2 separate regions of the Mus musculus genome follow, and region 1 is linked to region 2. A link is a contact called in public Hi-C data. All regions are on one chromosome and are shown on one strand. The core of a region is the stretch at or near the end of the contact, and the rest is flanking DNA. Distances in the headings are between cores, read along the strand shown. Region 1 holds the start of Rgmb (repulsive guidance molecule family member B). Region 2 has its middle 55 kb from the start of Rgmb.

Region 1 (6,502 bases), core at 19-2,518, 56 kb after region 2:
TTGATCCCTAACAGACTCCAGTAGGGCTCGCTTCTGGCTCTCAGGGCTAGAAGCGGCAGGTGCAAAAAGCATTTGGGAGCCGCTTGCCAGTGCTTGGAGGTAATGTGCTTCCTGTCCATTTATCTCAGGAAACCAGCACAGCCTTCCCTTCGAAACAAAATTAACCTCTCATTAGCCAGCCACTCACTCCCAAGAAGGCCTTAAAAGCTTTACCCTCTCACTAATGTATTTAGGCTTTTCTTCCAGGCAAACGAAGCCGAGGCTGTACTAACATCAGCCCCAGGGGTTCCTATGGGCTCCCTCAGGAGCCAGCCAGCCTTTCACCAGTCTAGTTTGGGAAATTGGCCAACACAGGATCCCAGTTTGTAGAAGCAGTCCGACCCAACACCCCTGAACGAACTTCACACCACCCCCGCCCCCACGATAAGTTTGTCTCTGTTTTCTTGGGCTCCTCTCACATTAAAGCTTCAGCTCCATTACCCCCGAGGAATGGGGAAGGGAATGGGGAAACTTCAGTGGCCAGCTGTTCCCAGGTCATAGGAGGCGACTGTCCCTTAGGGGAAGCGTCTACGGAAAGCTGGGGGTTGGGGAGCAGCCTTCCTTAGACTCTAGTCGGTTCCAGGCATTGCAAATTAAACGTGGCCAGGAGCTTTTGGAACGCCAGGGCTTTCTCACCCTGGACCCCACAGCCCGGAGCCTGGCAGATTTATACCACACAGGTGGACCAAGACCTAAACAAAACAGTCCCGGCCGCTGCCTGCTATTCGCCCCCCCCCCACCGTCCTCCGGGCCCACCGCAAACTTCAACAAAATAAACAACTCACCACAGGCATTCCCTTGTCTGCAGCGCGACGCTTGCCAGCTGGGAAAATAAGCCGCAAGCCACGCGGCCGGGGCGCAGGAGGGAGGCCACGCCGCGCCCGCCACTCTGCCCCAGGTGGGCGGCAGGCGGGCGGCTCCACCCGGGGGCCGCTCTCCAGATGCCGGTTCCCGAGTGAGCTCCGGGGCAGTGCTTGCACCCTGCCAGCCAGCGGGGCCTCTCTGTCACCTAGGCGGAGAGGGCGGGGAGACAGGTCCCTCTCCCCAACTTCCTCCAAACTGTTCTCTTCCCACCCCTGCCCCACGGCCACAGAGGCAGACAACCTCTGCAGCGCCGGTCCCCAGTCCACCGCTCTACCCTACTGTCCTGCTGGAGACCCGACGGCAGGGAGCGTGGTACGCCTCTCCCCGTTTCCAGGTCCTGCTCTCTCCTCTCCCGCGGTCCTACACACCGGCTTGCACAAAGGCGCCTTTCACGCCGCCAGCGCCGCCCTCTGCGCCGCCCTCCGGGCCCGCAGCGCTGCCTTTACCCACCCGGCTCATCACGGTCCTGCTGCGGGCTCTGCCTGTTGTCAGCCGGACGCGTGCGGTGTTCGCACTCCGCGCCGCCACGACGGCAACAGACCCCCCTCCCCTCGATTTTTCTCCTCGCTTTTTATAGCTGTCCATCAGTGCCCTCAAAAGCACGTCCCTCCAACTATCCTCTAGGGTCTTCCTACTGCGTGTAACTGTGAAGGAGGTGACAGGGATGGTCCTCTGGACGTGTGCGAGCACAAGAGGGTTATCGTTCCTGTCCACCTGAGGTGCCAATATGACTTGGCTTCACGTCGAGAGAAAGGGTAGAAAGAAACCCCTTAGACCCAAATGAGAAAGTGTATTGTAAAAGAACTGGCTCAGGAAATGTTTCAGGACGACGTCCTTTGCATCCCGTGGAAGGAGATGGGGGAGGGGAGATCGAGCTATGTTCTCCAGGGTGATTCTTTTTTTTTTTTTTTTAATAATACAAAGTAAATTATGATTTTATTGTGAAATTCTCATAGATGGAAAATTAAATTGAATATTTATTCTGTCCATTTTTCAATTTACAATAATCTTACCACTTATTTTTGTACCATGTATTTCAATTGTCTGTTTAGTGAAAAATAAACCTGTAATTTCTGGCTTATTTTTAGTTTAATATTTTATCATTAAAGACCTCCAGGGTGATTCTTGAGCTTCATAGATAGTTAGCGGCAGCTCACTCATTCTAGAACAAGAGTGCGGTTTTGTTTTGTTTTCTTTAGTTAAGACAAAACTCTAAGCATCTGGGCTCAGGTAGTTAGTTAATCCTTATCCTCCCCAGATCGCCTTCTCTCCACTAACCTTTACCTGCAGTTTCTCCATCTAACGGTAGGGGCAGCATAGGGTAGTATAAAAAAGGGCGGGACTTCGAGGGTTTAACTTCTGAACCTTGGGTTCACTATCAAGAAAAATGTGGAAGGTTGAGGACTCAGAACTCCCAGGTTCAGAAATTCAATAACAAAAGACCCCTCGTCATATTCCCTGTCTGGATTTTTGCATTTCATTTTCCGTTATCTTCTCTAAATACCAATCAAATTGGGGAGAAAACCAAACCAAACCAAACCAAACCAAACCAAACAAAAATACCTTGAGTCCGTTTAAGGTGTCTGTAAGATACACTGGAACCTGCTCTATTTGGTATTGAGAACAACAACAACAACAACAACAACAACAACAACAACAAAAGGTGGCGGTGGTGGTGTTGGGCTCAGTTAGTGGTCCTACAGAAACAGGAATTTTAATGTCCCCACTTGTTTTGCCTTTGAAAAGCCACTTGAGCAATCAGCCCAGCAGAGCTTTAATTTAGAAACTAAAGCCTAGTCTCCTGTGTTTTTCCTTCTCCTTCTACCAACACAAAGACAAGCTGCTGCATAGCATAATGTTGAAAACGAGTTCAAAGGAAATCCAGAGAGTCAGCTCAGAAGGCGACTTCTGATGCAGCCCAGTTCTTCACTCCTCTGCACAGCTAGCTAGACTTCACATAAACACAGACACAAATCATCACAATCCCCTTTTCCATAATACTGGCCGATGCAAAAATGGATGCCAATTGTTATGCAAATCGCCTCAGCTTGTATTTATTTAAATGATACATTTAACTTTTCCACAGTCTCGTTTTTTTTTTTTTTTTTTGTCCCACTTTGAAAGCTTGGGCTTTAGTCCCCTCTGTGGTCATCTGTGCCTTATTTCCTTGTAGAGTTTTTGAAATTAATGCACAAAAAGGCTGAAATTTCATGACGTGCTAGTCTGTCTGTCTTTCTTTCTTTCTTTTCTTAGATCATCTGAATTTTCTAATCCTTCTTTACAGGTTACCTAGACCATTTTTGATTAAGAAAACTGTAGAAAGTTGGTAACTGTCACACACAGATGCCGGTTGGTGGCACATGTCAGTTTTCCAGATTTGTGCTTTGTGGGGTATCTGAATACACTGCACCAGGTTATGGTAGATTTTAGTCCACAGGTCGATTTTCCCCCATTTTTTTTAAAAATGTAAACCCTAAAGTATTCTTACAGAATTTTCTACGGTACTTAGAGAATTCTTCAGCTAGGTCAGCCCAGAGTGGGTACGGAGGCTGGGGCTGTTCACCAGTGCTGCCAGGGGCTGAATTGCTTGGCCAGTCTTGGTGGCTAGGTTCCAGTTTTCAGCAGTAATTACCTGCAGACAGATCTGCCCCTTTTCATCAATGTCAGGGTGGTAGATCTTTGTTTTAAATGTGATGTTGGGTGGTTTGAGTGGATACTTTGCTGGAAAGTTTATTTCAGTTCTGAAGGCATCATATGGAGGGCCGTCAGGAACAATAAGCCCTTGTCAAGTCAGTCAATTACGTTTGTCAACCTGGGTGTTAGGGAAGATTTCATCCCACATTTTCAGGTCTCTTCACACTCCTTCATCAGCCTCCTGCTGGCTGCCATCTATGAAGTGCTGCTTAGAAACTATACATCTCATCTCCTGTTTAAACAAAACCTAAAACCATGCCTAGCTTTTACTAGCAATATACACTTTTTAAAATAGAACTAGTAAGGAGAATTTCCTTGAGTTCAAATTTATGGGGAAGAGACATGACAGCTTATAATGCAAGTATATATTGTTTAATGATTAAATCAAGGTTGTTTGACATTTCCATTTCCTCTAACAAGTGTCTCAACACACAGGATAAGAAGCCCCCCTCTTAAAAAATATTTGTACACATTTATGGATTAAAGCATGATATTTTAGTACAGGAATACAGCATGTATTGATCAAATCAGGATAATTAATGTTTCCATTTCAGCATGACTTTGTGTTTAAGTACTCCTCATGTTAGAAAATAAAAATTTGTTCGAAAATAAATAGTAGTGAGAAATGTGAACTTTGAAAATTGTGTTGCTATTATGTAAAAATTTTAACTTAGAAATGATAATTACATATATTTATCATGACAACACAATGCTTTGGAGTAGGTATACATTGTAGAATGCCTAAATTTAATATCGACTTGATATGCTTAGGGTTTATTGTTTTGGAGGGGATGAGAATATTTACCATCTAGTCTCAGTGATTTTTTTTAAGAGTTCCTTCAGGTTGTTATTAGCTATGGTCAATTATATTGTATAACAGTTCAACTTCAACACTCCCACTGTCTCATTCACATAGGCTAAAATATTTAAGTGTCTAATTAGATCTTGGATGTTCCATCAATAAAAGGATATGACTTGTGTTTTTCATCATCAAATTTTTTTTTCTTTTTTTCTCTTGGATATTTTGTTTATTTACATTTCAAATGTTATCATTGTTCCTGGTTTCTCCTCTGCAAACCTCCTATCCCTCTCCCACTGCTTCTATGAAGGTGCTTCCCCATCCACCCACCCACTCTCACCTCACTGCCCTAGCATTCCCCTACACTGGGGCATCTATCCTTCACAGGACCAAGATCCTCCCCTCCCATTGATAAGGCCATCCTCTGCTACATATGCCGCTGGAGCCATGTATACTCTTTAGTTGGTGGTTTAGGCCCTGGGAGCTCTGAGGGGTCTGGTTGGTTGATATTGTTGTTCTTCCTATAAGGTTGCAAACCCCTTAAGCTCCTTCCTTCAGTCCTTCCCCTAACTCCTACATTGGGGGCCTTGTGCTCAGTCTGATGGTTGACTGCGGGCCACATCTGTATTGCATAGGCTCTGGCAGAGCCTATCAGGGGATAGCTATACCAGGCTCCTGTTAGCAAGCACTTCTTGGCATCAGCAGTAGTGTCTGGGTTTGGTGGCTGCATAAGGGATGGATTCCTAGGTGGGGCAATTTCTGGATGACCTTTCCTTCAGTCTCTGCTCCAGTCTTTGTCCCTGTATTTCCTTTAGACAGGAGCAATTCTAGGCTAATATTTTGGAGATGGGTGGGTGGTCCCATCCCTCAATCAGGGGCCATGCCCATCCTCTGGATATGGTCTCTACAGGTTCTCTCTCTCCTTTGTTGGGTATTTCAGCTAAAGTCATCCCCATTGGGTCCTGGGAGCCTCTTGTTTCTTGGCTTTTGGGACTTTCTGGTGGTTATGCCCAGTTCCCCATCCCCCATTGCTACACACCTCTGTTCAATTTCCTGACCCTCTGTACATCTCCCCAGTCTCCTCCCCTACTTGATCCTGCCCCCCTTTTCCCTCTCCTCCTTCTCTCTTCCTCTCAAGTCCCTTCTATCCTCTACCTCCCGTGATTATTTTGTTCCCCCTTCTAAATAGGACTGATGCACCCACACTTTGGTCTTCCTTCTTTGTGAGCTTCATATGGTCTGTAAATTGTATCTTGGATATTCTGAGCCTTTTGCTCAGTGTGTTCTTTTGTTACCTCTCTCAGAATGATATTTCCTAGTTCCATCCATCTACCTGCGAATTTCATGAAGTCATTGTTTTTAATAGCTGAGTAGTACTACATTGTGTACTTTTCTGTATCCATTCATCTGTTGAGGGACATCTAGGTTCTTTCCAGCTTCTGGCTATTTTAAGTAAGGCTGCTATGAACATAGTGGAGCATGTGTTCTTGTTATATGTTTGAGCATCTTTTGGGTATATGCCCAGGAGTGGTATAGCTGAATCTTCCCGTAGTACTATGTCAAATTTTCTGAGGAACCACCAGACTGATTTTCAGAGTGGTTGTTCCAGCTTGCAATCCCACCAACAATGGGCGAATGTTCCTCTTTCTCCACATCCTTGCCAGCATCTGCTGTCACCTGAGTTTTTGATCTTAGCCATTCTGACTGGTGTGAGGTGGAATCTCAGGGTTGTTTTGATTTGCATTTCCCTGATGACTAAGGATGGTGAATATTTCTTTAGGTGCTTCTCAGCCATTTGAGATTCCTCAGTTGAAAATTCTTTGTTTAGCTCTCTACCCCATTTTTAAATGTGGTTATTTGATTCTCTAGAGTCTAACTTCTTGAGTTCTTTTTATATATTGGACATTAGCCCTCTATTGGATGTAAGATTGTTAAAGATCTTTTCCCAATCTGTTGGTTGCCTTTTTGTCTTATTGACAGTGTCCTTTGCCTTACAGAAGTTTTGCAATTTTATGAGGTCCCATTTGTCGATTCTTGATCTTAGAGCATAAGCCATTGGTGTTCTGTTCAAGAAAATTTCCCCTGTGCCCATGTGCTCAAGGCTCT
Region 2 (6,177 bases), core at 400-2,899:
AGACCCTCTCCCACTCTCAGCTGCCTTAGCTGCCTGTAGTTCTTTGTGTAGGGTTGAGGCCTGCTGGGCTTTCCCCATCCGTTTGGCATACCAGTTTTCAGCTCATGTTTAGGTAGTTTTATCTGCACTCAAGTAACTTTGGCTAGAAAATTTCCTTTAGCTTTTGTGGTTATATATAGTATCTTTAAAGAGGTAAGGCTTGGAGTTTACAAAAGCAACTAATCGTATTGAAAGTTTTTTAAGATTTAATGGCTTCATCTAAATATGAAGGTACCTTGGTAAAAATTTTTAGTGATTCATTACTCAGCAAAACAGTTTTAGATGTTTCTGAATTGGTACGGAAATTAATAGATATCTTTATCAAACATACTGCAACTCAAACAGATCTTTATTCTTTCCTAGGGCATTGGATATAAGATATGTGGAGGGAAGCAGGCAATGGACAGCAGTCCCAATATCTGTAGATAACTTTTGGTTAAAATTTTTTAAATGTTCACTTATCGGTATTTGGAAGAAAACATTTAGTTCCATTGAAATTATGTTTTCTCCAGTGAATGACTTTTGTAGAAACAAGCTTTCCTTCCTTCCTTCCTTCCTTCCTTCCTTCCTTCCTTCCTTCCTTCCTTCCTTCCTTCCTTCCTTCCTTCCTTTCTTTCTTTCTTTCTTTCTTTCTTTCTTTCTTTCTTTCTTTCTTTCTTTCTTTCTTTCTTTCTTTCTTTCTTCTTTCTATTGTATTTTGAGACAGGTTTCTCTGTGTAGTTCTGACTGTTCTAGAACTAGCTCTGTAGACCAGGGTGGCCTCAAGGTCAGAGATCCACCTGCTTCTGCCTCCCGAGTGTTGGGATTAAAGGCGTGGGACATTACTGTGCATCTTTTTTTTTTTTTTGAGGAATTTTAATTTTTTGTTGACATAAAATTGGCACCATGCTGAAAATACTCACCTCATTTTAGCAGACACAGTGTTCTATGCACGCTATGGTCTATATAAGGAAGTGAAACATGGAAGTACCAAATGGTTAGAATATTAGTTTACACGTGTAAAACAGACACCAAGCAACGGCTGGATTTTCTATGAATTTATTACAGAAATAGTACTATTTGACTAGACATGTTTTTTTTTTTCAGTTTGCTGAGCACTGAATCTCATTTTCAGTCTCATGAGACCAGGTGTCCGTGGATGTACTGAGCTATTGCTAAGTTCACTGCGTGGCTCTGTTCATTTGTATTTATGTCTGTATGCCAATGGCACCTTCTGTTTTCACTACTGTTGGTGATAAGCTCCAAGTTTACAAATGTTAAGTCCTGTGTACTTTTTCAGAAATACTCTGATTCTTAGGAATTCTTTGCTCTCACATTTTATAGGCAGCTGACCAATTTCTCCCAAAAGCATGCTGAGATTTCAGTGGAGATTAATTACATCGGGGAATAATAGTCTCAGGACAAAAACTTCCAACTCAGGAATATTGATCCCCATTATTTTTAAGATTTTCTTTCATTGTGGTGTTACTCTTTTTTTGTATGTGTTGTTAGATGTTTATCTTACATAATTGCAACTTTTAAGATTTCATAAAACATTTGTTTTTAAGAATGACTGTGACCTCTGGCCTTGCTACACATTTATTTTCTCTTCCTCTTTTTGTGGGGTGGGGATTGGGCAGTTAGGGTGGGGCAGGGTCTTACTATATAGCCCTTGCTTGCTTGGAACTCTTGTATAGATCTGTCTCCTTTTGCCTCCCAAGTGCTGGAATTAAAGGCCTGTCCCATGCCTACCCATCTAGCCCCATGTATGAATTTGTGAAGTCTCTGCAGCCGTTAGGTGGTGTTTTGCTGTGCTGTATTGATGACCGCACAGTACTTGCTTTTGCCTGAGCACTGGAATCTATTGGTGATGTTGAGCAATCAGAAGCTGGTAATTCATACTGTTTGGGTACACAGAGATCATTGTCTTTCTAGTGAGCAGTTTCCTGCCACAGCAGTGTGCGTGCAGGATGGCTGCCAATCACACTGGGCCTATAAGTATTCACTGTGATGTAACTGTCCCTGTCTGCTTTACTTCTAATACACGATTTGTGTTTTCCAGCTCCCCTTAGAGAGCTTCGTCACTCTTTGGGATTCATTGCTTGGTAATCTTTGCTGTCATGAGTTAAAAATTATTATAATTCTCTAGTTTTTTTTTTGTTTTTTTCTTGGATGAGAGGAACATTCTTTTGTAAATTGTCCATGTTCTAAGAAGTGACACTTTAAATTGTTCTTTTGTTTTTCTTTTTTGTCAACTTTATCCTGAAACTCTACTTACAAAAAATATATACATAGAGCATTATAAATGTCTACTCTGTGAGCTCTGGCAATGGTATCCTGCTACAGTGATGATGCAGAATATTTTTATCCCTCTGAAAGTTTTCCCTGTGCCCCTTCCCAACTAGCCCTCCTTCTAAATTGGCAGGAAACTACACACTGATCTGCCTCAAGTTACACTAGCTTAGACTTGTCTTTGCTAGGATTTGAACTAGGTGAGACCACTGGGTGCACTCGTTCCATCTCACTTCCTTTGCCCGACAACATGTTTCTGAGACTCCTTTATGCTTTGCGTGTTAGTAGTTCATGCTGGTTTGGGGTTTTTGTTTGTTTGTTTGTTTTCTGTTTTTTTTTTCTTTCTTTGTTAATCGTGGGGGAGGTTGGCTGGGGGTGGAATGGACTCTCACTTCACATGGCCCATGCTGAGGACAGCCTTGAACTTCTGATCCTCCTGACTCCATCAGCCAAGTGCTAGGACTAAACGCATGTGCGGCCATGCCTAGTTTTGCTCATTCCCTCTAACTGCTGGTGATATCGTTGCTGTGGGTGCGCTGCTCGCCCAACAAGAGGCTGCTTTGTTTCCGGTGAAGAGGAGTAACATTTCTATGAGCTCCTTCTGCAAATTGTTTTATACAAGTTTTCAGCTTGGTCATGTGGGCAAGAATCTTTGGAAGTTTTCATGTTATTTGATGGGTGCGCATGCACGTGTGTGCACATACACACACACACACACACACACACACACACATACACACACAGAGAGACAGAGAGAGAGAGACAGAGAGGAGAGAGAGAGAATTCTGATTACTCACACACACATACTCTATTATCTCCCTTTCTGTCAACCCCAGTTCATTCCTACTCCCAGATTCCTGACTTCAGGGTTGGTTTTATGATCCCCTTTAGTTAACTCAGACCATCTTTGTGACCATTGTATTAGAACTATCTATTGGCGCTTTAAATAAAGATAAACATACCCTGACGGATTGTGTGTGTGTGTGTGTGTGTGTGTGTGTGTGTGTGTATAACAATCTCCTTTCATGTCTTTTGAAGCATTACACTGCTGTAGTCGTCACTGGGCTGGGTAAGAGCACACCAGAACTCCCTGCTCTTGTCTCAGTGTGACCTAGTTCACTGCTTCTCTCACCTCCCTCCCCGCCCCCACTCTGCCTGGCTTCCCATAACCACCACTCGCTCTTGGAAACTAGCCCTTTAGATCCCCACACAAAGGAGATACAGTGCTTGCTTGGCTCTGCCTGTCTTATCTTAGTATATGCCTCATTGCCATCAATGTCATAAGTGACATTCATCATTCTATGAGGGAATAGTATGCCATCAGTTATGTATACTGCCTTTCCCCACCCTCCCCCCCCCCCCCCGGTCTGCTATCCAGTTCTGAATTTCTGTTTTGTGGTTATTGTGAATAAATGCTGCAGAGAACTTGGGCATGTGGGTATCTCTTTAACATAACGATTTTTTTCCTCTGACTATATACTATCTGGTGAAATAATTGGATTATATTTTTTATCAACAGCATATCGTGGTACCACTGTCTCCATACCCTCCCCAGTGCTTTAGCTTCTTTACTACTAGCTAGTCTGATTAAGGTATAATGACTAAGGTATAGTGATATCTCACTGAGGTTTGGTTTTGTAGTTCTCTTTAATGAGTGATGCGGAACGTTTTTCTGCGCACTATTTGGTCATTTATGGTTTTGAAGATGTGTCTAATTAGGCCCACTATGTGTTTTTAAATTAGGTCATATTTTGTTTCCTATTGATTTTTGAGGTTCTTTCTCTTGCGCGCGCTCGACTTGACCAGCAAGAACGACGCTGCAACAGGATCCTTCTGCACACGTTTATTGGGAGAGCTTGATTGCAGAGGCGAAAAGACTTCGAGCCCAGAACTGGTGCTGCTTTTATAGGCCTAGGAGAGGCGTGTCTCATACCCGGATTGGTTATGCACTAAGCCTCATTTGCATGTTCCTCCTCTGATTGGCTACTCTCTCTCAGTACCTCACAGAGCCTCATTATCATATCTCATTTGCATGTCTCACATCCGATTGGCTACTCTCTTAGTGCCTTACAGAACCTCATTATCATGCCTGGGCCAGGCAGTGTTTTTGCAAAAAACTTTCCTGCATATGTACACATTGGTTGTTTGTCCAATCTTATGCGTGGTGGCCGGCAGTAGTCAGTGCCACTCAGCAACGGCACATGTGGCTTCCCACATCTTTCTATATGTTGAATGCTAACGTGTATGTTTTATGTGTATGGTTTGCAGACACTTCCTCCCATCATCCACGTAGTCTCTTCACTCTGGGTAGGGCCACAGCTTCAAGTGTGTGAGCAGCCGTTCCTGGAGACACCAGCTCTTTACTGTGCTATGCAGAGGATTTGGTCAGATGCCATCCCATTTGTCTACCTGGCTTTCATTCTCTTTGCTCTTAGAATCATATCAAACAAACAAAAAACAAATAAAACATCCTTTCCTACACTGGTGTACTGAACCATTTTCCCAGTGTTATCTAGAGGTATCAGTGTGCCTGGCTTTACTGTACTTTGAGGTGATTTTTTTGTTTCTTTTTCTTTTCCTGCATATGGATATCCAGCCCTTGGCCTCTTGTTTCTGACGTATGTTGTATGCACATGTTTAAGATCCAGTTGATGCGGGTGTATGGCTTGACTTGAATACTCTCTGTTTTGTTTTACTGGTCTGCATTTACACCAGCACCGTGCTATTTTGGTTATTTCAGTTCGTTAGCGTATTTTGAAGTCAAATAGTGTAATAATGCCCCCTGCTGGGCTCTTTTCCTTCCTGTCGATTGCTTTATCTAGTAGGGTTGTGTGATTTAATTAAAAACAAAAAACAATTAGGAGACTAGAGAGGTGGCTCAGTGGTTAAGAGCACTTACTGCTCTGGCTATGAACCCATGTTTGGTTGCCAGCCTCCCTATGGCAGTTCACATCCATCTGTAATTCCAGCCCCAGGGGATCCAGTTTCTTCTAGCCTCTGTGATTGCTAGGCACGCACACAGGACACATATATATACACATAAAACATACACATACTAATAATAAAATCACTTTTTTGTGATTTGGTGAAACATCTCTTGTGCTTTTACTTCAGGTTTTATTTTGAGGCATTGATCCACCGTGAATCAATTTTGAGTAAAGCTTTTAGGTTTATTTATTTTATTCTGTATGAGTGTCTGCCTGTCTAATGCCTGTGCAGGCCAGAAGGAGGTATTGGGTTCTCAGAAACTAGAGTTCCAGACAGCTGTGAACTGCCATGTGGGCATTGGGAATCTAACCCAGTACCTCTGTCAGAGCAGCCAATGTTCCTAACCACTGGGCCATTTCTTCAGTTCCATCTCTCCAGTCTCCAATGGCAGTTTTTATAGAAAAAGTGCAACTTGAGATTCATCACTCCCCCATGTACATTCAGTTTTTTGGATATTTTCTTTATTTACATTTCAAATATTTTCCCCTTCCCAGGCCTCTCCTTCAGAAAACCCTTATCCCATCCCCCACCCTGCTTCTATGAGGGTGCTCACCCACCCATCCACTCCCGTCTTCCTACACTAGCATTCCCCTACACTAGGGCATCAAGCACCCTCAGGCCCAAGGGCCTCTCCTCTCAACAGTGTTCTTTTCTTTTCTTTTCTTTTCTTTTCTTTTCTTTTCTTTTCTTTTCTTTTCTTTCCTTTCCTTTCCTTTCCTTTCCTTTCCTTTCCTTTCCTTTCCTTTTCTTATTATTATTGGGTATTTATTTCATTTACATTTCCAATGCTATACCAAAAGTCCCCCACACCCTCCCCCCCCCACCCACTCCCACCTCTTGGCCCTGGCATTCCCCTGTACTGAGGCAGATAAAGTCTGC

Evidence for each region. A called contact is a pair of places that touch in the nucleus more often than the background predicts.
Region 1: a Hi-C map of bone marrow-derived macrophages shows a contact between it and region 2, with 2.6 times the contacts expected there. The contact joins the promoter of Rgmb here to the enhancer-like site in region 2. A contact is called at or near these places in 1 of 39 promoter capture datasets (the 3T3-L1 cell line), 3 of 484 Hi-C or Micro-C datasets (bone marrow-derived macrophages, germline stem cells and nephron progenitors), 4 of 115 datasets of contacts at active chromatin or transcription factors (embryonic stem cells, microglia and neural progenitor cells) and 3 of 9 other capture datasets (adipose tissue, liver and pancreatic islet).

What each region holds. Positions count from the first base shown.
Region 1 is chr17:15,829,797-15,836,298 of GRCm38.p6, forward strand. It overlaps Rgmb (repulsive guidance molecule family member B), which reads right to left and starts at 1,269. Exons shown (of 5, transcript NM_001372257.1): 1 at 825-1,269. It also overlaps the pseudogene Gm3292.
Region 2 is chr17:15,773,107-15,779,283 of GRCm38.p6, forward strand. No RefSeq gene overlaps it. Among named protein-coding and RNA genes, the nearest start is that of Rgmb, 55 kb to the right of the region's middle. Within about 2 kb of position 1,650, at least 46 of the 459 cell types and tissues checked have an H3K27ac peak or open chromatin away from gene starts, as enhancers often do. A contact at or near this core is called in adipose tissue and bone marrow-derived macrophages, where this site is marked.